3 separate regions of the Zea mays genome follow, and all the other regions are linked to region 2. A link is a contact called in public Hi-C data. All regions are on one chromosome and are shown on one strand. The core of a region is the stretch at or near the end of the contact, and the rest is flanking DNA. Distances in the headings are between cores, read along the strand shown. Region 1 holds the start of LOC100192075 (hexokinase1). Region 2 holds the start of LOC542233 (NADP malic enzyme 3). Region 3 holds the start of LOC542747 (eukaryotic initiation factor 3).

The links. Hi-C and Micro-C count contacts between places; a contact is called where the count stands out from the background.
Region 1: a Hi-C map of ear shows a contact between it and region 2, with 1.7 times the contacts expected there. The contact joins the promoter of LOC100192075 here to the promoter of LOC542233 in region 2. A contact is called at or near these places in 2 of 25 Hi-C or Micro-C datasets (ear and endosperm).
Region 3: a contact with region 2 is called in a Hi-C map of leaf, with 3 times the contacts expected there. The contact joins the promoter of LOC542747 here to the promoter of LOC542233 in region 2. A contact is called at or near these places in 5 of 25 Hi-C or Micro-C datasets (ear, endosperm, leaf and 1 more).

What each region holds. Positions count from the first base shown.
Region 1 is chr3:7,008,717-7,011,579 of Zm-B73-REFERENCE-NAM-5.0, reverse strand. LOC100192075 (hexokinase1) reads right to left here and starts at 1,526. Exons shown (of 10, transcript NM_001137498.1): 1 at 1,309-1,526; 2 at 628-850; 3 at 1-151. The coding sequence starts at 815.
Region 2 is chr3:7,183,484-7,186,365 of Zm-B73-REFERENCE-NAM-5.0, reverse strand. LOC542233 (NADP malic enzyme 3) reads right to left here and starts at 1,591. Exons shown (of 20, transcript NM_001111843.1): 1 at 1,424-1,591; 2 at 1,022-1,254; 3 at 182-302; 4 at 20-94. The coding sequence starts at 1,477.
Region 3 is chr3:7,314,089-7,317,108 of Zm-B73-REFERENCE-NAM-5.0, reverse strand. It overlaps LOC542747 (eukaryotic initiation factor 3), which reads right to left and starts at 1,437. Exons shown (of 14, transcript NM_001112256.2): 1 at 1,316-1,437; 2 at 1,090-1,171; 3 at 1-281. The coding sequence starts at 1,135.

The DNA of each region.
Region 1 (2,863 bases), core at 277-2,776, 170 kb after region 2:
CGAGGAGCTCCCTGACATCAGATGTGGCGGAATGCCGACTTCTCTGGAGTCACGGTCAACGACATGCTTCGCATTCCCACCTAGTTGCACTTTCAAGACGCGGAAATTCGTTCCTCCTAGGTCCAATCCATAGAATAATCCTTCCTCTCTCCTGAAGTCAGTGGTACAAGTAAAATACTGTAACGGTGTGCTCAAGGCAGATGGATTTGCCTGCCTCTTTACAACAATTATCCTTAGATTATGTCTATATGCATCAGGTAGCTTGAAGCTCACATAAATCACTGTACAGTTGGATAGTCCTTTTATGCTATCAGATTCAGACGTAGAATCTATTGCATATGATGGCCAAATTCATTCCATAGATACATCGTTCTCAAATCCAGTCATATAAATTATTACCAAAAAGAATAAAAAAACAGAAACATGTTGATATGCTATATCCTCTCAATAATAGTGATGCCGAGCATGGAAGGAACACATCACGACTTTCTACAAAATACTGTTTCCTGAACGAGGTCTTTACACCATCCTGTTATTGTTAGGACTACCAAACAAGCAACAGGACGCAAAATCATCCTCTGATCATCATACAAACAGAGCAAGAAAGACAGGTTCAGAAGCACGAACCCTGTGGGGAGCTTATCGACGTAGGAGAGGAGCATCTTGACCCTGCTCCCGCCGTCCTTCTCCAGCCCCGCGCCCATCTCGCGGGCCATCTCCACGGCCACCTCGCGCAGCATCGACGGCGGCGTCTCACACCTCACTCGGAGCTCGGCCACCACCTGCTCTGCCATTGCCAGCGCAGCTGCCGCCATGGGACCGAACCCCCGCGAGGAGCAAATCAAGAGTCCTGGACCCGGGGACACCAATCAGCAGGAGACAGAGAAGCAAACAAAAGGCTGGGATTTTGGAGTCCAGAGCCCAAGGAAAATGCTAAAAAAGAGCGCCGGAGGTGGGTGGGGGTGACAGCGAAGAGCTTCCAACAGTGCGATTAAGGGAGAAGGGAAAAGGGAGGCTAGCAGCAAGAGAAAGTCAGGATATTTGGGTTTTTTTAGGAGTAGAACAAGGCATCGTCGGATTAGGGACGACTCGAGGCGAGACACGTGAAATTTAGCAAAGCTTTTGGCGACTGGATGGATTAACTCGACGGGGGGAAAAGGCAGGAAAAGGACGGGGTGGAGCCTGCCGCCTGGTGTGTTCGTGTGTTGCGCTGTTTGGTTCCTTCACTGGAGCTCCGCACTACGCAGGGAAAGGGGAGAAAGGGATCGTGTTCGGATCAGGCTCTGGATCACATGGATCTTATCATACCGAGTCAGGTCGGCATGGAGATGAACAGGGAGGTTGGCCGGGAATGGGACGCTGGCGCTACTCCGGTCCCGCTCCCGCGTCGAGCACCTCACCTGGCCTTTTTCTTTCTGCAGAAGCGGCGCGGCGTCCCACCTCGGCCCCTCGCTCGCCGTCGCGGTCGCGGTCGCGGCCGAGTGGAATGGAGGAAGCGTATGTGCTGTGATCTTGTGGGACTGCCGGGCCCGCTGGGCAGAGACTCCGGGGGCCTTGTGGATTTATGGACGGAGGTGGGCGCGTTGGATTGCTGCTACGTGGGGTTAAGAGCGATGACAGATGGCTTAGCCTGTACACAGCGAACGTGTCATGCACGCCTTTTATTGCCAACTGCCATCCAACTATCCAAGTACGTGTATATCCGATTACTGCATGCGCCCGCGTAGGATTTTGTTTTCTTAAAGGAAACTTCGTTGGAGTTGGACTGATATTAATATTAATGCACTATTTAACTTACGCAAACAACCCGATACAGGAAGACCCACTGAGACTAAGAAACAAAGTCCTTGCAGGTTTTGAAACTTCTCTTTCACCCTCCTTCAAACCTAGAATGAATGATATAGCCTTGTCGAAGCTGATCAGAGTAAAGTACTCGAGATGGACATACGATGTTAAGGATGTGTCTCCGCATCCATGAACAATAGGCAAGGACATTGCCTTGCAAATTAGGGAAAGAAGTGACCGACGCCTTCAAATTCCAATCATATAAGGTGATAGAATCATCATCAACAACACATGTTGAATGGCCTTTGGCAAGGTCCCTTTCTTGCTAAGAAAAGAAGTAATTGATACATTCAAGTTCTAATGGCCGGGTAACAGACATTAGAAACCCACATCGACAAGGTAGCAATACCCCCCCACCCACCCACCCACCCACACACATAGAAAAATAAATAAAACTAGCAACCAAACTTGTGGGAAGAAACGTACCCCATAAGGATATCATTGCATAGGCTATGACACGCAGGATGGCGTCAGCGGTTTGGAGGGACAACAACCTGCCAAAAAATGCCACCATTGACTCCATTATAGAACATATACCTACTTGAACACTTCGACCTTTGGCTAGGTTAGTGGAGGGGGAAACCAACAAGATCGATGTCACGACTAGAGAACATCGTGGGTCTCGCCTTTCCATAGCTATATCGGAGAGTGGAAGAGGATAAGTCTTGCATGCATCATCAGGCGTGCACCTCACGTGGTGACTAAAGTGACAATGAATGCTGGTAAGAGCTAAAAGGAGCACGTTAACGTGTGACTCGTCTCGCATTAGCATAACACTCGACAACCTCTCGTACCAATCATGCACAAGTAATGTCATCTTTCCAACCATCCACACATGAGCATGACACTTAGAGCATCACATTTTTGTCACTATAGAGCAATTGTGTGTAGCCTATGAGATTAGTCACGAGAAGTAAATGAACGTGTGTGAACATCTTGTTTGTTCTGCATTAGTACATGATTTTTTGCTATAAAAGGAAATAGAAATTTACTGTTTAATGTATGTTCATTCTCCCGT
Region 2 (2,882 bases), core at 342-2,841:
AAGGATAAACTGGGACTACCTGAAGGTTCATCATAGCTATATACCGCTGCAAAGGGGTCTGGTACTGCCGCAGGGTGTTCATGAACTTCTTAATCTACATATACAGTAAAGTGACCTTCATTAAGTATAAAAAGAAAAAAAGCGCAGCACAAGAACATGTACTGTTTAATGTGCCCCATACTTGGAGTTCCTGAGATAGTACTGCCGGAGGAAGCAGTCCACGCAAGTAGTGTCCATCCCTTTCCTCCTCTGTGAAAGCAAGACCCTTGTTGTGGTGTGGATCCCTCAAAAGGGTGTAACCGCTGATTTAGAAATAAGAAATGTTAGCATGTTTTTTCAACCAGGTGAATGAAGCTTATTCAGTGGAAAGAATTAGGGTCGTAGATTCAAAGAAAAGCTTTGCATCCGGCCACGAACATTCTAGAGCCCAGATTTTTTTTTTCTTTGTTTGACACGACCATATTGATGCTCCACAAGCTATCATTCTGCGGGGCGAACGTTGTCATTCACAGTAGATTACGTGACAAATTCGATCATCGTATTTCACTGTCCAAGGCGTAGTGGAAGAAACCAGACAAATTCGTCATAGCTGTGGGCCAGCTTAGAATATACTTGGACGGAACAGGACAAATCCAAAGCAAAGCAGACAACTCCTAGCTTTTTGTTCAACAACTGTGGACCAAACTCAGCATGAGGTTATCTGACTCCAACCCGATTCAGAAGGATTCAGAATTCTACGACAAGGCCAAAAAAAAACATTCCAAAACTGAAACTTGCTAGAAACTCCCATGTGACATACGGTGATCTAGTCTAGTATGTAACAAATCTAGACTATATATATATCAGGCTGGAGCTTCTTAGTTAGGCTGAACTGAAGCATGTTTCGATAAATCGGTATTGAAACTAAAATAAAAGGCAGACTAATTGTAAAGCTGACTTGGGTGAAGGCGTCAGGGCAGGATAATGCAGCTAGTCAAAAGCACGCGAGCAAGCAATTGTTAGACGATTGGGCGCGGCTCACCTTGCGACGGAGGTGGCCCAGGGCATGACGGGCAGCTCCTCGCTGGCGGCCGCCGCCTCCTCCTGCTCCTTCTCCGTCTCCGTCTCCGCGTTGGAGACCATCGCGACCGCGTCCACCCGCCTGGGCGGCAAGGCGCGCACCTTGGCGGGCGCGGCCCTCCTCCGCAGGGTGTTCCTGTAGGTCCGGCATCCGTCGCAGCTGGCGCCGCCCTCGCTCCGTCCTCCCAGCTTCCACTGCGACACACACACACACAAGCCCAAACGATGAGGCGGTGGCAACCTGCGATGCCCAAACCGCGCGGGAGAAGCACCGGGAGGGAGTCGCTAGCGGAGGGAAGGTGGTGGCGTCGAAAGGTGGTTAGTTGGGCCGGGCCGGGCGCTCGTGGAACGGTCCGGAACGTACCGGGGAGGCGGGGGACGCGGAGGCGGCGACGGCGGCGGTGCGCGTGGACAGCATGGTGGCGTCGAGTTCCCGCGGAGGGAGGGGAGACGGGAGCGGCGCGGCGCGGCAGTGGCAGTGGCAACCGGCGTCGTCCTCCTCCCTCTTCGGAGCGAGTTGGCAGTGTGGAGAGGGGGGGATGGAGCAGGGGGATGCGGGTGGCGAGGGGTATAAAAAGGGAAAGCCAGGGGCCTCGGCGGCTGCGGCTCGGCGCGGTGCGGTTTTGAGCAGTTGCGCTTGCGCGTGTGCGGCGCACGCGCACGTCGGGACGGACGGGGAGTGGAGGGCTGGCTGGAGGTACTGCTGCGCGGTCTGCGGTCTGCGGGGGCTGCTGGCTGCGGGCTGCGGGCTGCCGACCACGGGTATTGACTGCGTGCTTCCCCCGCTGTAGCCGACGGGATGATCGATCATTCGTTGGGCGGGATGATCATATCCTTAGTCAGTGGGGTGCACTGCTGCGTTATTAATCTAGCCCCCCATTCGTTCTAAACCACACCATACGTCCATACCACGCTTTAGCTTTTACCATTCCATACCATCGTTAGGAGAATTAGGACACCCAAATTTCCTATCTTTATATGTTGCTGGTGATGATGTAAAACAACGAGGAAAATATATTTGAATGACACAGACGAAAGTTGCTGTTTTTCCTTGGGCTTTTCACGTGTGACGGGGCCACTACGTACGTTAATTTCCCGTTGAAAACAACGTCACGTTTATGATGCCGCCAATTTCCAACACTGCGCCTCGGCCTCATGCGGCAGCCGCGTGTGGCACCTTAGCCAAAACACGCCCCTATGTACGTGGAAAGCTATATATATGGAATAAGTTTGTGACGACTCCATGTTTTGGTTGGACATTGTGATTTTTTTTCTGGCTGTGAAAGGAAGCTGTAATGTTGAGACTAGCACGCCCCTATTTTTCATCGCAATTCTTCAACCAGGAGGGAGGGCCGCTGGATGAGCTTGGCTAAAAATCGCTGTCGTTGGCGGACCAGCTAGCCTGACGCCGTGGTCCTGCCCACTAATCAAGTCGCGCAAAGGCGGTGGTGAAAGGATCGCCGCCCCGTTTCTTTTGCTACTCATCACTGATCACCGATAGAAAAGCGGGGCGGCCTCATCCCGCTCCTTTGGTTGCCGATCACTGATCAAAAGAGAGGCTAACACGTACCGCGCAGCCGTGGCGTGCTCGCTCATATATCTAGCTAGCTACCGCCTCTGGAAGAAGACGCAGCATACTACCCATACGATTTTGGGTTGGGCCAGCGTTTCAGCTCGTCTATCTTGCCTAGGCACCGTCATCTTATCCGTCGTCACGCGGATGGAGGCAGTCAACTACCAGCATCAGCGGACGGCCACAGAGATCGACCAACACCCCCCACTGGCTGTTGCCTGTTGCCTGTTGCCGGATGGAAGCGGTGGCA
Region 3 (3,020 bases), core at 188-2,687, 130 kb before region 2:
TGCTTCGACCTGACTCTTAGCTTGTTCAGCTTTCTCATTTGAAAGCTGCATGAAGTGCTTTATGACATCCTCCAAGGATGACACGTTTACTTGCTGGCAGACAATCCTATACTGAATAAGACCATCTTTTGCAAATCTGCCTTTCCTCAGGTCAACACAGAGTTCTACATACTTCATCATGATCTTTTCGAGAGGCTTCTGCCATGACCTGTACCTTTTCGAGGTAATGAGATCATGTAAAGCCTGCAGGGCTGACTGCTTTTGACCAACATGGATTAATTCTGAAATAAAAGCAGAGGAAGCGATCAGCATACACATCTTTTATGACAACACACCAATACGAGCAGATTCTTAAGAATTTGCAACCATGTTTTTTAATTGACAGTCACAAGAATCCTCAAATTCCAGCCTTCCTGGTTGTTTTCAGGTAAATTAAACAAATCATTTTTATGTTGCATAAACTTTACAAGGTTCCATTTAGTGGAGTGGGATTTTATCCCTAGATATCATATGCTGGAGGGCTGGACGCTTTTCACAAATTATTAAAGATAGGTGTAGTGGTGTGTTAACTTCGATATACATTGTAGCATTTTTAAGTATTTCTAACTGAATTTTTTGGTTCACCTATGCAAAAACCCAAAAATCACGAATTTCTTTAGGAATTTGATCAAAACTTTGAACTCATCTTGTACCTACTCCTCTATTTCTCTCTATCTTCCCACCAATTGCATGACATAATTCATCAAAACAAAACAAAACAAAAATCTCAATGGGACAAAATACCTCATGTAATGAGAACAGACAACTGGCTAATATTTATTTGTATGCAGGAAGCAAGGTTCACCTAATCAATGTAACAATATCAATGTAGTCAATATTCCAACTTTCAAACTAAACTAACATTTAGAACCAAGCAGTAAATAGATTCGTCAGCAGTAAACATTCCCTATTCAATCAGAGCAAGTAACACACGCATCATCTTCACGCTATGCTAATTCGCAAGGGTCTGACAAATCCCGCATGCAGCAGGCATAGCATCAACAACTACCACCCGCAGATAAAAATCGATCCCAAGTCCCAGCAACTCACCTTCGGCTCTCTTCAGCGCGTTCTCAGGTTTCGCGAAAGTCGCCATCAGCGAGGGTTCTGGGTCGACGATCTACTCCTTCTCCTGCACCACACCAACAGTTAGGGTGGGATCTAGCAAAGGCATGTACACCCGATATTTTTTTGCAAAAAACTTAGAAGCTAACAGGCATCGATCAAACAGCCAAATAGTTTGAGATTAGAGTTTGGGAACTCATTTTGGCAATACCTGATGGGACCTCTTCGCCGGCGAAGAGGTCGGCGAAGGCCCCGGCAGTCGGCGGCAGCCCAACCAGTCGCCGCACTTTTAGAAAGGCAGAGAGAACAGGCACGGCGGCTGACAACGGGAGGAGAGGCGAAGGTTGGGAGTTTAGGGTTAGTTCTCTCCTTTTATATAGGCGGCCTGTGTATAGTTGGGCCTTTAATAGGCCTTCTCCTTCCAAACGGCCGGAGATATCTGCGCAACACAACCATGCTATGACGTCATCATGGATAATTTTCATCCCTTGATCATGGATCCGAGGTTCAGTATGGATTCCCAAAAAAACGGGGTGGAAATTTCTTCCGTGAGATCGGAGTCTTGTGCGTCGCGACGGTGTTGCATAACAAACTGGACTCCGACTCCGACTCCGACTCCGACTCCCCCCTCGTCAACGCCACCACGGCCGCCCGCCTCGCGGACTCGCTCGACCTCGCCAACGCCCTGCCTCTAGGGCCTAGGCTCCCGTGACGAGGCCACGGTGGCTGCGGACAGGATGAAAACGATAACTATTTAGATACCGATTTTGTGTCTTTTACTTTGATCGTAATATGCAATATTATATTCTTGTTTTTAAGCATTAAACATGTAAAAATCCATAAAAGAAAATTCACAAAATTATTATATAATTTCTTAAATGATAGATTTAAAATTCGGTATGAATTCGGATACAAATTTGGTTTTTAAAATTTTTTGTTGTATGGAGCAAATAATGCATACAACAATTTATGCAAAAAAAATATTCTTATTTATAATAATGTGCTTGATAACATAAAAATATCAACATCAAATTTTATACATATCTATTTCAAAATATTAAATTTGTTCTAGCAATTCGGATTATCACTTACATACAGGGGCGGATTTGGGTCTCGGGCCACCTGGGTCATGGCCCGGGTCGTGGCCCAAATATCCATTTATACTTAGGTTTTTTCATCCAAAAAATTCTGGCCCATTTATCCTTCCTCTCCACTTGAAGCCTGGGCATATGGCAACTGCAACCCTGATGGACCTAGCCTCAACCTTGCCATGGCGGCTCGCATTCTGTTGCTTGCTCAAGGACTCGAGGTCGACGGCTGGTCGCCGGTGCCCACTACGACAAGCTCGACGGCCGCTGCACGCCCTCCATGGATCTAGCAACCAGCAAGCTGGGCAGTCAGCGACCTCCTCACCTCCCTGTGGCCCTACGCCCTGCTTCCTGCCTCCCTCCACGGTTCGTAGCGGGCATTTGTTTTCTGCTCCTCGCCGGCGGCTCGGCTCCTCCACGGCGGTCGGCGGCGTCACCAACTCCGGCGTCCACAGGTCAGCCACGGAGCCACCCATTGTTCCATACGGCAGTCTCAGTCCAGAATCACGGTGTCGCGCCGGCTTGCCGGCTTGGCGGCTTCCCCTTCCTGTTCGGCTGTCTTGGTGCAAGAATTAGGACTCTAACTCTGAACTCTCAAAGGTCATCAGTCCACATCAGAGAGCAAACAAGTTGTCCCACTGAGTCAGTGATTTATAAGTATTCTCTGAACTCTGAACTCTCCAAAGTCTTAGACAACATCACCAGGCACTAGCCATTTCATTGTCCCACCGATTCGGTGATTTGTGAGTATTCTCTTCTCCCCTATTCTCCCATTTCCACTATATGTTGGTTATTAAATGTTGCATTATTACTTTGTTATTGTAGATT